Regions from separate parts of the Mus musculus genome. Here region 1 is linked to region 2. The links are chromatin contacts, called in public Hi-C maps. All regions are on one chromosome and are shown on one strand. Each heading gives the region's core, a stretch centred on a gene start, on an enhancer-like site or on the middle of the called end of the contact. The rest is flanking DNA. Distances are from core to core; before and after follow the strand shown. Region 1 has its middle 9.4 kb from the start of Gadd45b. Region 2 holds the start of Slc39a3 (solute carrier family 39 (zinc transporter), member 3).

Region 1 (3,566 bases), core at 227-2,726, 97 kb after region 2:
GGTTAGAGGGGCAATGCCCACTCTGTGATGGGTGAGACAAGCCCTGGGCCTGCCAGCCAGGAAGAAGAAGAGGAGGGGGAGAAGAGGGAGGAGAAGGGGGGGGGAGGAAGAACAGGCTAGCCAGGCTGGGTGGAGGGATCCCCAAAGCAGCTAAATATAACCACGGAAAGTACGATGTGTCTCCAAATAGAAAGCAGCCAGTTTGGCCCAGGAGAAGGCCAGGCAGGCTGGAGAGAGCAGAGGGTCTGAGAGAGGCACCTTCACTAAGATTCTCCCTCCCCCTCTCCTTCCTCTTGTCCTATATAGCCTTCCTCCCCAGGTCCACCTGTCATCTAGGCTGCACAGAGGGTAGGGACCTCAGCAAATGAAGCAACCCTCCTCCCTTTCCCCCAGGTCCTGGCTGGCCTCAAGATTGCTGACCTGGGAACTGGGAGGACCCAAGCCATCCAGGCTAAAAATAGCTCTCACCGCCTCCCAGGCTATATTTAGAGTGTTGTCTGCTGTGGAGTCAGCGGGAGCCAGTGGGCACACCCCAGCCGAGCAGGCCAGCCGGGTGTGCTGGCTCCCATGTGGGCATGGCCTCAGGCCACAGCAGAGGGCAGGGATGCCGAGCAGGGAGCACTTGGCTACAGGTTTGGTGCCTGTTGTGCTGTGTGTAGCTATGCTACCCAAAGAACTTTTCTGAGCCAACTTGTGCCCTAGAGACTGAGTGTGACCGTAGGAGAGGGGGCTGCCCTGCACAGAGCTTTGCTGTGGTCTTTTGGAAACAGACTAAACTCTGACTCACTATGCAGGGAGGATGACCTTGAACTCCTGACCCTCCTGCCTCTCCCAAGCCCTCAGAAGGAAGCCTGGTGGCATGCTCTGAACTACAATCTCAGTACTTGGTGGGGGTGGGGTGTTGTTTGTTTGTTTGTTTGTTTGTTTGTTTGTTGTGTTTTGGAGCGGAGGGTTTGTATGTAGCCTACGTGGCTTCAAGCTCACAGCAATCCTGCTTCAGCCTCCTGAGCAGTTGCAGTGCGACCTGTATCACTATGCCTTCAGGTTTAAGCTGTGCTGGGGAGAGAACTCAGGGCTAGTTATTCCATGGAGGCGCTGGACCCAGTTTTACGGGCTAGGGATGAATATATTTCCAACCATGAGCTGGTAAGGTAGGCAGGACCCAGCTTCAGTTTCTCCATGCGTGAAATGAGGGTCGCATAGTTAAAAGCACTTTCTACAAGTGCATACGCAAAAAACACAAAGGAAAGCCCACGGACACATTTTATTTCTTTTTTCCATGTGCTCGGCCTGCGCAGAATCAAACGTAAGGCTGATGTCATTGGAGCTCGGCTCCAGCGTAGCCCACGCAGGACGGCGCCACCGTCACGGGTGATCTCGGCCAGGGAATCCCGGCGCGGGTGGAAACCCGTGACGCCCACACAGGTCTTCCGGCTCCAGGAGCAGTGGGCGTGGCCGCCAGCCTGGGCGTGGCCTCGTCCTCTACAAATGGCAAATCCAGTGTGCTGCTCCCGGAGTGCCTGCCTGCATGCCCTGAGTGCGTGCAAGCAACTGTGACTTCATGGCATGCGGGGGATGATCCAGCTTGATATGCATGTGTGAGATCAGGGTCTGTGCACCCGCAGGCTGTGCGCGGACTGAGGGACCTGAATCTCGGGCTGCAGTTCAGTGGATACTAATCCCTGAGTGCCTTTGGTAGTGTCACTACATATACTGAGCCTGGTGCGTGCCTGTCACCCCAGCACAAGGATAATGAAGGCGGGAGGGTTAGGAGTTCAAGGTCATCCTAGGCTATACAGTGAGTTTGAGGCCAGCCTGGGGCCCCAAAGTATCCTCTTTCCTGACTGGACACACACACACACACACACACACACACACACACACACACACACGCCTCGCACACACACCCTGCAGGTGCCTCAGTCCTGTGGGCACGGGGCCGCCGTGATGACTGGTGGGCTGTGGGCGGACTGTGGCGGGCTATGGGCGGGGCCGCAGTGGTGACTGGCGGGCTGGGCTGTCCTGTCTCCCCACCAGTCTGGGATCTAATTACCGACAGGGTGAGACAGGCTGGCTGGAAAGATGAACACATCCTAGTGTGTCTGCAGCCTGTCTGGGTCTCCCTAGCCCTTCAGGGTCAGTTCCAGGGGCTGTTGGGGAGAAGAGAGCCTGGGTGGGGTCTGGGATGGCCTTGGTGTGGTCACTTGGGTTTCTATGTGGGTCCTGGACGGTGGGGGATGGCTGAGTGAGTGATCTGCGCTCCTGTCCACTGTGTGTGTGTCCCTGGCAGACAGATGCATGGAGCATGCTGCTGATTGATGGCAGAGAGAGCCAGAACAGCCTCCTGCACCACACGTTAGTTCTCTGTCGCCCACAAGCATGCTGTGTGTGGCACTGTGCATGTTTCCCAAAAGAAAGGAAATTTAAAACAATTTTAAGGTAAAGGAAGAAAGAAAGAAAAGGTATTCTTTTATCTGTAAGGATGGACTGCACAGAGCCAACCCTCCTTCAATCCCCACTCTCTGGATTGCAGCTCCTCACCCCCTTCCACATCTGCCCTCAAGTCCTCACTGCCTACATCCCAGCAGGGTTCCCAGAAGTTGGGACAGAGATGTCCTCCCTTCTCTGGGCCTTAGTGTCTCCACTGTGGAAGGAGAGGAGGCTTCTGAGGGTACCTAGATGTCAGTTCCCCAGGACACTGCCCCTCCCCAGTTCTGAGCCCCACTCATGTCCATTGTTTTGAAGTTTTTTGGAATGTTCTGCAAGCAAAGGAAATCTAAATCATGAAAATACTTGCAGGGAATGTGGGGCTTACCACACTCTAAATGTCCTTCCATACCAGGCCTGGGTGCCTGGCGGCCTTGGGAAGAGGAGACCAAGGAAGAGGGAAGGGGCACCCAGGAAGAGAAGCAGGATTGAGCAGGGAAGGTCCTGATTCGTTAACCCGGTTCTAGTTTCTGCCAGTGAGAGATAGTGTAGGTAGGTGCTTACGTGCTCAGACTGTCCTTTTTCTTGTTTGTGATGTACAAGTGCCTGGTCCATAATTACTGCACATTTACAAACTGAAATGTCTGTGTATTTTTGCAGCGGTTCATTAAACAAATATTTACTGAGTGTTAATAAGCCATCCAGAGTTGGGTATCTGCAAGTTTCTCCCAAGGACACAAATGTCTGTGCCTGGGTAGCATGCAGTACCCTGGGGACAGCTGTTAGAGGCATGCATGGGAGAGCATCAGTACTACGGTGCAGAGCGCAGCGACCCCACCCTAGCAGACCCCTCAAGTGTACACGCTCAGCTCCAACCTCGGTATCTCTTGTGCAGACCTGCTCAGGCTGAGCTGGTGCCTCTTGGATGCCTGCCTGCCAGCCCCGCCCATCCCCGAGAGTGCCCCAGGCCAGGTGGGGCTGGGCAGGCCCCGGAAACCTCTCCCAGCTGCTGTGCCCAGTTTCAGGGAAGCCAAGGACTGGCACACTGCCCATGGAGACTGCCTGCCCTTGCACCTGCCTTTGGCACTTCCTGGAAGAACCCTTAAGGCCCAACCCCCACCCGCAGCTTAGCGTGTCTA
Region 2 (3,739 bases), core at 890-3,389:
TCCCTGTAGGGCATCATGTGGTTTTGCCTGGCCTTGACCTTAGGAATTAACCGAAGCTGACCTCATCTTCCTGCCTCAATTTTCCAAGTGCTAGGATATGTTTATTTTAGACCTGTTAAAAAAGATAAGTTGGTTGTGTTATCCCAGGACTTGAGAGGCAGAAGCAGGCAGATCTCTGAATTTGAGGCCAGCCTGGTCTATAAAGCAAGTTCTATGACAGCCAGGGCTACACAGATAAATCCTGTCTGAATAAAACAAAACTAATGAACAAACAAAAAATTTAATTAGTTTAGGATATTTGATATAGTGACTTGATGAACTCAGCCATAATTCATATGATGCTGTCAGCCATGTTTGCTTCAAATCTTTGAGTGAATATATATTAGTTTCTATTGACTAGATACACAGAGCTGTGGCTGCGCCATAGGATGAGTATACACTGGACGCCCATCTGTACTGTCTGTTAGCCAGGAAGGAGAAAGTCCCCAGGCGTCACTGTTCTTCACACAATGGCTTCAAATCTGCTGGTTTAGAAATGACCTTTGCTGGGCTTGGTGGTGCACATCTTTAATCCCAGCACTTGGGAGGCAGAGGCAGGCGGATTAATGAGTTGGAGGCCAGCCTGGTCTCCAGAGTGAGTTCCAGGACAGCCAAGGCTGTCCTGAGAACCCTGTCTTGAAAAACAAAACAAAACAAAAGAAATGACTTTTATCTGGAAACACCCCAACTCTCCAACAAAATTCAAGCAGATCTATAGTTAGTTAATCCAAACAATAGAATACTATTTAACAATTAGAAAGGAGGACTGAACACAGCTCATCAGTTAAGAAGACTGACTGGCTGCTCTCACAGAGAATGCAGGTTTGTTTCACACATTGTAGCTCAGGACCACCTGTGACTCTGACCCAAGGTCATGCAACACTTTCCTCTGACCTCTTTGGGCACCAGAGACACACATGGCACTTAGACATGCAGGCAAAGCATTCATACACATAAAATCAAACCAAATAAATCTTTAAAAAAATAAGTTATTTACTTATTTAGATGGACAATGGTGGCGCATATTTTTTATTCTGAGCACTCTGGGAGGCAGAGGCAGGCATATCTCTGAGTTTGAGGCTAGCCTGGTCTACAGAGTGACTTCTAGGTCAGCCAGAAACCCTGTCTCAAAAACCAAATAAATAAGTGAAAATACGAGAAGCTCATGTCACATACATCAGGGTAGGCTCATGTGTTAGTGTGCTGTGCATGGCTCTTTTGATACAGTGTCTCATTCTGTAGGCCAGTCTTGGAAGACAGAGTACATGGATCTTCTGCCTCAGCCTCCAGAGTGTGCTGGGATGACAGACATACATCACCATGTGTAAAACTATAGTGTTCTGTAAAGCTTTGATCTGCAGTGAATGAAGCGTCTTTGTCATCTTTGTTGTCTAGCACAGTAAAAGCACGGTTTACACAGCATACATATTGTGTGAGGTGCTCTAGATATAGCAGGAGGCCAGGTATGGTGACTCACACCTACAATCCAAGCGCTCGGGAAGCTGATGCAGGAGGATTCTGAGCTTTCTGCATGCCACCCAGCCTGGGCTGCTCAGCAAGACCGTAGCTCAAACAAATGAATGTAAAAATAAGGCATACTGTGTAGTATCTGTAGGCTCTACTCAGGTGCCATGTCACTTCAGGAGACATTTCCTAGGCTGCAGGTATGGGTAGAATGATTACATTGTTAGTAACTGTAGTGATTGAGGGGCACAGTAGACCTCTTGAGCTTGAATTTATTCTGGCTATCAATAGATATTTGGTGGACGCCTGTATCTTCTTAAGCCGCGAGGAAAGACTTCAAGAATGTTCCATTCGCTGTAGGAAATCGCTTCCTGCCAAGCCTCCAGCCACACTCATTCAGTACCACGCGACCCTGGACAGCTCCGGGATGGAGGCCCTACTTCCGGAACTATGTTGCCAAGTAGTGTTTTCTATCGGAATCATTTGGTAGCTGCACTCATGTTTAGAAAGGAGAAAACTGCTTTCCGGAGCCAGTAGGCGTTGCAGAAGGATTGGCAGCAGCATCGACCAATGGACTATGAGTTCTGTCGAGTGGCACTGACAGTGTCCAATAGACGCTGATGTGGGCGGGGCGTAGGTAGCAGCTCGCAGCCCCGGGGGTCTCGGCTGGTCCGCTGCGGCGGGGTCCGGACCGCGGGGCAGTTGGCGGCAGGTGGCACTGGCTGGAGGCCTGAGGAGCTGTCAGAGGTACAAGAGGGGTCAGGGCGTGGCCTGGGCGTGGCGGGCTTGGGGCAGGGCGGAGCCGAGGGCCCTGGCCGACCGTGCCTGCCTGTTCACAGAGTCTTTGCTTCAGTGTGAGGCTGAGTGGAGCACACAGTAGGCGCACAATAAGTGATTAAGGAAAGACTGAGCTTGTCGCCCGCCAGCCCTGCCCCGACTGGCCCGATTTTGAGAGCACCCGAGGTATCCCTACCTGACCCTGTCTTCTAGCATCAATTGGGCGCCTGTTGTATGCACTTTGCCTTGTGTTCACAGCAGTGGAGGGAAGGACTTTAAGGGAGTTATTTTTGTTGTTAATTTTTTAAAAAATTATAGTAATTATGTCCTTTATAATATTCCTCTAGAATATTTTAATTTTAAAGTTTAACTTAATTTTAACCTTATTTATTTCATCCTAATTTTCTTTCGTATTTTATTTTCATTTTTTTTTTTGTTTTTGTTTTTGTTTTTGTTTTTTTTGTTTTTTGAGACAGGGTTTCTCTGTATAGCCCTGGCTGTCCTGGAACTCACTTTGTAGACCAGGCTGGCCTCGAACTCAGAAATCCGCCTGCCTCTGCCTCCCAAGTGCTGGGATTAAAGGCGTGCGCCACCACTGCCCGGCCTATTTTCATTTTTAAAATTTACTTTCCTTCTTTTTTTTTTCGACAAAATTTACTTTTCAAATTTATTTTATGTGTCTGTGTTTATGCACATGTGTGCAGTGCCCAAAGCGGCCAGAAGAGGGGAATAGATAGATCTTTCTAGGCTAGAATGGAACCTTGGTCATCTGCAAAAACAGCCAGTGCTCTCAACTGCTGAGAGTGTCTCTGCTGCTACTATCTTATCTTATTATTTCATTTCTTTATTTATATTTCTTTCCAAGTCAGGGTTTCTCTTTGTAAACCTGGCTGTCCTGGAACTCACTTTGTAGACCAGGCTGGCCTCGAACTCAGTAATCTGCCTGCCTCTGCCTCCCAAGTGCTGGGACTAAAGGCGTGCGCCACCACTGCCCGGCTGTATTTTCTTTTTAAATTTTGTTGTATTACTTTATTCTGAAGTAGGGTCTTCCTCACTGTCCAGGCTGGTCTCAAATGTGTAGCCGTTGTCCCGCCTCACCCTCCTGTGTACTAAGATGATAGTCACATCCCTTCAGACCGTGTATGTGCACACGTGAGGAGCCTAAACTTCCATATCAGTGTCTTCCTTGATCGCTCCCATAATTTAACATTTTACATATATGTGTGTTTTGCTTCTTTTCATGGCTGTGCACCTGTTGGGAACAAAATAAAGGGGGACCCTGGGGGCCCTGGGGAAAAGTGGGGGAGGAAAAGGGGTCTAACGTCCTGCTAGGGTTCCTGTGCTCTGGGCAGGCAGATGCAGGCAGAGCTGCCGGACGCTTTTCCACAGGGCCCAGGGTGAGCATGCCTGACTCATTTAAGAGCTTTATTATAGAAATGCAGGGGAGAGAGAGAGAGAA

What was found. A called contact is a pair of places that touch in the nucleus more often than the background predicts.
Region 1: a Hi-C map of cortical neurons shows a contact between it and region 2, with 1.6 times the contacts expected there. The contact joins the enhancer-like site here to the promoter of Slc39a3 in region 2. A contact is called at or near these places in 3 of 39 promoter capture datasets (the HPC-7 cell line, embryonic stem cells and liver), 5 of 484 Hi-C or Micro-C datasets (the HPC-7 cell line, the N1E-115 cell line, cortical neurons and 2 more), 2 of 115 datasets of contacts at active chromatin or transcription factors (effector CD8 T cells and embryonic forebrain) and 3 of 9 other capture datasets (adipose tissue, liver and pancreatic islet).

Annotation. Positions count from the first base shown.
Region 1 is chr10:80,937,756-80,941,321 of GRCm38.p6, reverse strand. No RefSeq gene overlaps it. Among named protein-coding and RNA genes, the nearest start is that of Gadd45b, 9.4 kb to the right of the region's middle. Within about 2 kb of position 1,476, at least 286 of the 459 cell types and tissues checked have an H3K27ac peak or open chromatin away from gene starts, as enhancers often do. A contact at or near this core is called in the HPC-7 cell line, the N1E-115 cell line, adipose tissue and 6 more, where this site is marked.
Region 2 is chr10:81,035,715-81,039,453 of GRCm38.p6, reverse strand. Slc39a3 (solute carrier family 39 (zinc transporter), member 3) reads left to right here and starts at 2,139. Exons shown (of 4, transcript NM_001358898.2): 1 at 2,139-2,250.